3 separate regions of the Mus musculus genome follow, and all the other regions are linked to region 3. Evidence: chromatin contacts called from public promoter capture Hi-C data. All regions are on one chromosome and are shown on one strand. Each heading gives the region's core, a stretch centred on a gene start, on an enhancer-like site or on the middle of the called end of the contact. The rest is flanking DNA. Distances are from core to core; before and after follow the strand shown.

What was found. Promoter capture Hi-C pulls out the DNA fragments that hold promoters and counts their contacts.
Region 1: a contact with region 3 is called in a promoter capture Hi-C map of embryonic stem cells, with 3 times the contacts expected there. The contact joins the enhancer-like site here to the promoter of Mfap3l in region 3. A contact is called at or near these places in 8 of 39 promoter capture datasets (HPC-7-derived erythroid cells, cranial neural crest, embryonic stem cells and 5 more), 4 of 484 Hi-C or Micro-C datasets (differentiating embryonic stem cells, embryonic stem cells, neural progenitor cells and 1 more) and 5 of 115 datasets of contacts at active chromatin or transcription factors (astrocytes, embryonic stem cells and neural tube).
Region 2: a promoter capture Hi-C map of pre-B cells shows a contact between it and region 3. The contact joins the enhancer-like site here to the promoter of Mfap3l in region 3. A contact is called at or near these places in 20 of 39 promoter capture datasets (the 3T3-L1 cell line, 3T3-L1-derived adipocytes, the C10 cell line and 15 more), 10 of 484 Hi-C or Micro-C datasets (the C2C12 cell line, the HPC-7 cell line, cerebellar granule neurons and 6 more), 5 of 115 datasets of contacts at active chromatin or transcription factors (astrocytes, differentiating embryonic stem cells, embryonic basal ganglia and 2 more) and 1 of 9 other capture datasets (embryonic stem cells).

What each region holds. Positions count from the first base shown.
Region 1 is chr8:61,531,649-61,534,348 of GRCm38.p6, reverse strand. It overlaps Palld (palladin, cytoskeletal associated protein), which reads left to right. Exons shown (of 22, transcript NM_001293772.2): 15 at 774-995; 16 at 2,288-2,437. Among named protein-coding and RNA genes, the nearest start is that of Cbr4, 45 kb to the right of the region's middle. Within about 2 kb of position 1,323, at least 10 of the 459 cell types and tissues checked have an H3K27ac peak or open chromatin away from gene starts, as enhancers often do. A contact at or near this core is called in differentiating embryonic stem cells and embryonic stem cells, where this site is marked.
Region 2 is chr8:61,514,896-61,517,619 of GRCm38.p6, reverse strand. Palld (palladin, cytoskeletal associated protein) reads left to right here. Exons shown (of 22, transcript NM_001293772.2): 19 at 878-1,085; 20 at 1,586-1,751; 21 at 2,284-2,417. Among named protein-coding and RNA genes, the nearest start is that of Cbr4, 29 kb to the right of the region's middle. Within about 2 kb of position 1,334, at least 127 of the 459 cell types and tissues checked have an H3K27ac peak or open chromatin away from gene starts, as enhancers often do. A contact at or near this core is called in the HPC-7 cell line, embryonic basal ganglia, embryonic forebrain and 8 more, where this site is marked.
Region 3 is chr8:60,631,568-60,634,322 of GRCm38.p6, reverse strand. Mfap3l (microfibrillar-associated protein 3-like) reads right to left here and starts at 1,498. Exons shown (of 3, transcript NM_027756.5): 1 at 1,265-1,498. Gm34730 (a long non-coding RNA gene) reads left to right here and starts at 2,468. Exons shown (of 3, transcript XR_379010.3): 1 at 2,468-2,755.

The DNA of each region.
Region 1 (2,700 bases), core at 74-2,573, 900 kb before region 3:
AGCAAGACCCTGTCTCAAAACAGAACAGCACAAACATCTCCTACTTACTGTGACCCTGGGAATATGCCTGGGAATATCTTGTGCTCATGATAATTTGCAGGCAGGAAGCTTCAGGCTCCGCCCTAAACACTGACATGTAATGTTAGAGCCTTGCTGTTGCTTCTGTGTGTGAGTGAAATGTGCTAGCAATCTTGCTTTTGCTTAAGAGATGGGCTGCCGATCAAGGGGGGAGCCCGTATGCTATATGTGTATTGTGTAAAGTAAATGGAGAAAAACGTGGTGCTGACTTCCCCCTTCTTCATTTGAGAAAATTCTGTGCACCACTGAAGTTGCTCGCCCGTGCACAGATAGCCTTCTGGAGGGACGTAGCACCCACATGGTTTTTACCCACAGTGTCTGCTTCCTAGGAGTGTAGAGTAGATAGCCTTCCCTTCTTATTTTCAACTGTTCCTCCCCACCCCTTCCAAGAAAAGTAGTCGGTGTTTGCTTGCTTATTTATTTGTGTGGCTTTTGTTTGTTTGTTTTATTTTGAGAATAGGACTTTAAGATGATTTTAAATATCACACAAACTCAACTCCAGATGCTTTCTGCTAGCCTATGAAATTGTATTGAGCCCGGATCATGATTCACTGAAAAAAAAAAAAAAAAAAAAAAAAAAAACTGCACCCCTCCCCCCACCTCCCTGCGTTCCCCTCCCCCCACCCTCCCGCGGTTTGTTAGCAAGGGAGGTGTGTCTCAGGAGATGCTGACTCGGACCTCTGTGTCTGGCCCAGGAGTACAAAGTCTCTAGCTGCGAGCAGAGGCTGATTAGCGAGATTGAGTACCGGCTGGAGCGCTCCCCTGTGGATGAGTCGGGAGACGAGGTGCAGGATCCAGATGTGCCTGTGGAGAACGCAACAGCTCCCTTCTTTGAGATGAAGCTGAAACACTACAAGATCTTTGAGGGGATGCCGGTGACTTTCACGTGTCGAGTGGCTGGGAATCCAAAGCCAAAGGTAAGCCAAAAAATGAAAAAATAAATCACTTTTTAAGGACTGATATAAGGAAAAAAAGCAATGGAGGAGGGAGAAATCCTCTAGTTACACTTTTGTTTCATCAGAAATAATCAAATCACTAAAAATGTATGACTAGGAGAGATCATGCCTTATAATTTAATTTTAGAGCCAAAAGTTAATCTAATTCTGGTGATTACTGCATAACACAGTTTTCATATCTTGGATCTGACTTTAAAAAAAAAAAATGGAGTTAGAAAACCAGGTGCGGTGGCTCACACCCTTAATCTCGGCACTCGGGAGCAAAGGCAGACAGATCTCTGTGAGGTCAAGGCCAGCCTCATCTACATAGTGAATTTTGAGCCAGCCAGGGGCTCATAGTGAAACCCTGCCTCAAGCGAAAAAGGGGGAGTTAGAAAAACTATGGCAGTAAGAGTCTAATATTCAGGACTAAATGTGTCCAGTCTTTTCCCAGTGGGAGGAAATGGACGGAAGGTTTTTCACTAATATTTAGGTGAACACACTCAGCAACGAGTTCTATCGTGCTCATTCCTTCCCTGCGTTCTTTCCCCCTCCAGCTGGTTCTGTCTCCTAGCTAGACACCTTTAATATTACACCTGTCCCATTACCTTATAAAACTTGGAACTTTAGAAAAAGCTTTTCCGTTTTCTGGGGAGACATTTGACAGAGCACACAAGGAGGTCAGAGGACAACCCATGGGAGTCACTTCTCTCCTGCCACATGGGTTCTAAAGATGGAAGGCACCCTCGCCCTAGCCCTTTCAGATTCAAATGCTTTGGAGTTGGATTAGTATGTCAGTTTGTGTTCTCAAATTTCGTGTATATCTATTTTAAAGAAGAAATTATTTTAAAACATAAGGGGTTAAAGTAGGCTTCTGTCAACAATCAGGCAGCTCCCCCGACCCCGCTTTTGGTTACAAGAAGAAAATGACAGTGGGAAACCATGTGGTTTGAAAGGGAATCCTAACCAGCAGCACTTACTGCACCCTCGTCACGTGGCTCACAGCCCAACTCCAGCTCCAAGAGACCCGGTGCCTGGTTCCAGCCTCTACAAGTGCGCACACACGCACGCACACACGCACGCAGCACACACAACTTTTAAAAACTAAAAGGAAGTTGAATTTTGCTGTTCCTGCTTGTGTTGCTCACAATTCAGTCTCCTGCGAAGATGCTGGTTTGCCGGGTTTTCACAGTGCCCTCTGCAGACTGGGCACTGTTATAGCAGCTGACGGGGAAGAGCGCATTCTCAGTCTGCCTCCTTGTTTCCTTCCACAGATCTATTGGTTTAAAGATGGGAAGCAGATTTCTCCGAAGAGCGATCACTACACCATTCAGAGAGACCTTGATGGGACCTGCTCTCTCCACACCACGGCCTCTACCCTAGACGACGATGGGAACTACACCATCATGGCTGCCAACCCTCAGGTGAAAACAGATGGAGGCTGGGCTCTGGTGGTATTGGGGTTGCCAGCCTTTGATTAGGCACAGGAACTGCTTAATTAAAAGGCGAAGTTGTACTTTTTTTTTTAACCTATAAAACTGTTTTCCACATCTTGTATCCACCTCTCTCTCGATGATAGAAACTTTCTTTGCTTTGCAAGCATTTATTCCATCACGAATTCCTATAGGAAGGATCCTGGCACACCCATGCATTCCTTACACAAATGCTTCCAAGGGTCTCTCATGTG
Region 2 (2,724 bases), core at 85-2,584, 880 kb before region 3:
GTGACTACATGTGTCCGAGACACCTTGTTGGTAGCAGGAATGAGTACTTACCATGGGGCAGGAGGAACTGTACGGGTTCTCTGGCTGATTTAGACAAGGCTAGTGTTTCAAAGGAACCGTTTCATAATCCAATAGTTTTATGATTGTTTTATGATCCAATAGTCTTTGGGTAGCAGAATACATCATTTCCCACTAGTAGAGTAGGAGGAAGGAGGAATATCAACTCTTCCTCACTTCTCTTCTATCCTAAAGTCAAGGGCAGCCCTATACAAAGCCAGCAGATGGCCACTGCCCCTCCCTTTAACAATGCAAGGGGGACTAGCCATTGAATGCTTTGGCCTGCTCTCTGTTCAACACAACTGCCAAGCTCTTAAGGTTTTCAGGATGTCTCCATTGTGATGCTAATTTGTCTGACTTTCTGGGCAATTTCAAATTGCTCTGGTTATTCACTTTCAAAGATTATAAAATAATAATAGGTCTGTGTCACATGCATCTCCATGGTGATGGCCAGTCCTTGGTGGGAAGCTTTCCAGCTGAGTGTTACTGTTATAAAGGCTGCACCTCCCGTGTTTCCAAAGAGCTCAGAGCTCGGTGCCATCATCACCTGGGAATGTTTATAGTCTTAGGTGAGGTAAGAAGATGACAGAAATATGTTTTAATCCCCGTTTTACTTACCTCCGAATTGTTCTAGAAAAGATGTTTAGAAGTGTATCTCTCAGTGCTCATGGGAACCACGGGAAGGTTTTAAACAAGAGAGTAACATGGAAAAGCCATTGTTTGTGCTACCGGAGGACGAACTGACTCTGGATCCGTAACTCTTGGTGATTTGATGGTTTTACTACTGGAGAAGTTCATGTGTGTCTCCTTTCTGGTGTAGGTCAGTGGGTTACCAACCCCAGATCTCAGCTGGCAACTAGATGGAAAGCCCATACGCCCCGACAGTGCTCACAAGATGCTGGTCCGTGAGAATGGGGTCCACTCCCTCATTATAGAGCCAGTCACGTCCCGGGACGCCGGCATCTACACATGTATTGCCACCAACAGAGCAGGACAGAACTCGTTTAACCTGGAGCTTGTGGTTGCTGGTAGGTGGCCTGTGATTTCTTTCTCACTGCTGAAACAAGTTAGTGGGCAAAGAAATGAATTCTGTGGTCAAGTAATGACTTTATGAGTTCCAAATTTTAAATCTTCAAAAAAAAAAAGGCATTTCAGGTGGCAGCCAGGGAATCCTGGTGCTGAAATACTCGGCACCACTAGGTGGCAGCAGTAGGTAAGGCCTGTGCGAGCCTGTTGACTTAATTAGAGCAATGCTCTCGCAGCTGCTAGCAATGACTCCGAATCTCTGAGGCCTGTCAGGCAGGCATTCTGAGGAGCAGATGGCCGGGCACTATGTGGGCCTATCAGTCTTGAATTAATTGAGGAAATAACGTGAGTGGAATGAAGCGTACAGACCTTTGCTTGAGGGGAGGGCTAACCTCTTACCACCCGACGTGAAAACAGTACTTCATCTTTCTAAAGCTCCCGAGTTCCTCGCAGTGACCCTTTGGCATGCCACTAACAGATCATTCCTCTCGTGTTCCCTTAGCTAAGGAAGCACACAAGGCCCCTGTGTTTATGGAGAAGCTACAGAACACGGGGGTTGCTGATGGATACCCAGTGCGGCTGGAATGCCGTGTCTCGGGAGTGCCGCCACCTCAGATATTTTGGAAGAAAGAAAATGAATCGCTCACTCACAGCACTGAGCGAGTAAGGTAAGACTGCACGGTGGCTTCGTCTACCTCAGAACTTGCACAGTCCCGGTGCTAGCTGAAACGACGCATCAGATACTGCATGCAAATCGGTGAGCGTAAAAGCCATGTACGTTATCATCAGTGATGTGCAAGACGAGAGCCACACTTCGTCCAAATGTAGGCTTAAGCTTTGGAAGAGAGCAATTTTGGGATGTGACAAAGCAGATTCTGACTTAACCTGGCTGCATTTTTGAAATGTGTATATCAGAAAGAAAAGATAGATTCGTTTGCTCCCATGGTGGTGGCCCAGCCTGTGGTTTTGTAAAGGCGGGTCTTCCCTTAAGAATTAGTGCATGGATTTACTCGCCCTCTTGAGGTCTGCTCTGCTCTCCCATTAACTTAATGGGGCTAGCTGCCTCTCTAGAATAAGTATGATCCTATTATCTGCTGCTCGCACAATTCCGTTTCTAATGACCTAATTAAAAATGATGCTTCATGTCCAAAGCCACTTTTTAAAAATGTAGAGCCCTAATGACTTTATCTTTTTCCGCAGCATGCACCAGGATAATCATGGCTACATCTGCCTGCTCATCCAGGGAGCCACAAAGGAAGACGCTGGGTGGTACACTGTGTCCGCCAAGAACGAAGCAGGCATTGTGTCCTGCACTGCCCGGCTGGATGTCTACAGTGAGTGCGCCTCATTTCATCTCGGTGCATTTCACACACTGAATGGTTAAGAATGAGATGGCAGAGTGATATATCTCATTACTCTAAGCTTTACATTTCTAAGTTAATATGCCAGGATTTTATTTGCCAAAAAAAAATTCATATTACTCTTTCTCTTTCTGTTTGTAGTTTCCCGACATTAATAGTGAAACCCTTCCAGGAGAACAAACACCCAAGTATCTCCAGGGTCTTTGATTGATTAGCGAGATGTGCATGTTGGTTTCTTAGGCTGGCTGGTCAGCTGCGCCTTTCTCACTTCAGCATCGTA
Region 3 (2,755 bases), core at 249-2,748:
CTAAGGAAAGATCCCACTTGTCTCTTTCTAAACAGCACAAGGCATAGCTAGGTGGAGCAATCAGGGCACATTGTAAACGTGGTGCATCACACAGAGCCAGGTAATGTAACCAGTCATGTGCTGGGCTCCTCAAACTTGTAAGTATTTTAATAGATGAATATGGGTAGCTGTAGGGGAAAACAGTAACATTACCTTAGAAGGTACAGATTGCATTTTTGTGCATTAGCTCACTGCCTGCAAACTACCTTGCTCTAATTTAGTCTCTCCTGAAAAACAATTCTTTTTCCATCTTGCAGATTTAATCCTGAACATTTTACTATGTTGAGTGTAGTAGCAACTTTAAAAAAAAAGTGTTTTGCCTGGGGGGGGGGGAGTGAGAAAACTTCAAAAACCACTGTTTCTGCAATGCTGATTCCAAGTTCCTAATATAAAGCTAGAGCAAATAAAGATTGCTACAGTAACCACACTTTGAACAAGTGTCTTTCAAAACAATGACGACGGAGCCATAATATTTTCTACAGGGTGAGCAGCTGATGTACCTGCAAACATCTTCTTTTCTTTTTTCCAGTTTGCTTTATAAACCTTGGAATTTGCGATCCCAGGCTAATTTAAAGAGGGAGACAAGCAATTCTCGGGCTTAAAAAGGATTGACTCGGCATTTACTTTTTTAGCCAAAGAAGGACGTTCCCCCATTCCAGGCCACCAGACAATTTGGTGTCAACTTGCTATGGTGGGAAATGCGACAAACTCCAAGAGCTCTCAAGACAAGGAAGCAGCTCTTAGCACCAGCTGCTTCCCACACTCCTGCAGCATCAGGACGCGGCGCTTCGGAGCTCCCCACGCCGCCTTCCGGGCAAAGGCCAGTACACCCTTCCCTGTCTGGGGAAACTGAGGCACCGTGACAAGAACGATCCACAGCTGGGCGAAGAGCCCTGTCTCTGCGTGGCATCCTCCTTCTCCCGGGAGATTGGGAAGGCTCTGTGCTAACGCGCTGTGGACAGCGCGCCCCTGGCCATCAGAAGGTTGTGGCACGAGCCTTGGACGCGACTGTCCCCAACCCGCCGGTCTCCGCCCTGCATGTACTTCCAGCATCCTGCGACCAGCCACGAGCTGGGAGAGCAGGGCACCTCCAGGCGCGTAGCCTCGCCAGCCCAGGCGTCCGAAAGTTCTGCAGCTCGGGCGGCCGCTGACCACAAACCCGGTGCGAGGCTCCCTCCTACTGTAGCCCGCCGCCCAGGCTCGCCCGCCCAGTGCCCTCACTGACCTGACACCGCTGCGCCACTCGGGTGGTCGCCGTGCACCTCTCGCCATGGCCACCCGGGGAGCTCTGCAGCACCGAGCGTGTACCAACCTCCTCCGCCGCCCGCGCCTCTTCTCGATGCGGGTTACGAGCCCCGCCGCCGGGAGCCGGAGCTTCCCACCTACGGGCTCCAGAGCCGGCGAGAGCCGAGCATGCCCAGTGCGGCTCCCGGCGGCGCCGAGGTCCGGTGCACTCTGCACAACCGGGTTTTCGCCGCAGCCGCGGCCCGGGGCGGGCCGCTGCGGGTGGTGGGCTCCGCCCACCCCGGGCTGGCCCTGCAGTCTGCAGGGAAGCATCGTGCTCAGAGAGCCCGGCCTCTGGGCGGGACCGGGCGGCCACTGGGCGGTGCTCCCGCGCTCCACCCTGCCTCTTCCTCCAGACTCAGTGGTGCTAGGGCAGCGTGACTGGTAATTGTGGGGAGGCAGGGCGCTGCCGGCGTTGTCACCTCAACTTTCCGGAGCGTCGCGTCTCAGTGGCGTTCAAGGACACGCAGGCAAAGGCGTCTTCGAATGTCATCTTGGATGCCACGGGCAACCAGCCTACCCACGCATTAACCAACCTAGTCTCTAAGGCTGTCTTGTCACAGCACCTCGCGAGCAGGAGCATATGGGGCCTCCTAGGCGGCCGGCCGCGCTGTCACAGCAAAAGCACAGTGGACGCCTCGAAGTGGCACGACAAGACACAGCAGGGTGTTTGCGGTGGATTCTGAGTGGTGTGGTTCCGCGAAAATTTATAAAACTGCCCCTTAAAATTATTTGCAGTTTCGACATTCTCTCTAAAGAGCAGTTAAGTTGTTCTGATGAGAAAAAATAAGTATTCTAAAAATATTTTTACCACCTACATAAGTTTTCTGTGAACAGTCCTGCAATATTAGTGGATCTCTCCCCTGCCATCCCACACGCATTTAAATATTATGTACCTATCATCTATCTTTCTGTCTGTCTATCTATCTATCTATCTATCTATCTATCTATCTATCTATCTATCTATCTATCTATCTATCTATCTATCTATCTATCATTCTATCTATCTATTTAAGGGAGATCTTGTCAGTTTCTGGGACAGTGACCAAGCTCTTCTTCCCTGGCTCTTCTATCCTGGCCCCCTCCGGCCACGCCCCACACCGTGTTTTTTTTTTTTTTTTTTTTAAGAAGGGTAGCCCCGCCCCCACACCTATGTTGGTCATAGGCTGCTGGAAAAACACGGAGAGTTGGATTAAGCAAATTAACGCTACTAAAGTGGCTCAGGCTGTCAGACCCCGCGTATTCCACTCTGAGTTAGGAACAGCTGTCAAGATGACAGGAAGCTGTTAACGGGATAGCAGTCGACCTCCTTCTCTGTGACTGACAAACCCAGAGGCAAAGTATTGTCTGTGACCTCAAGCCCTGAGTTCCGCCGCAGAAGTGGCTGCAGGCAACTGAGCATGCTCTGAACAGTGCCAGACTGCTGCACGTG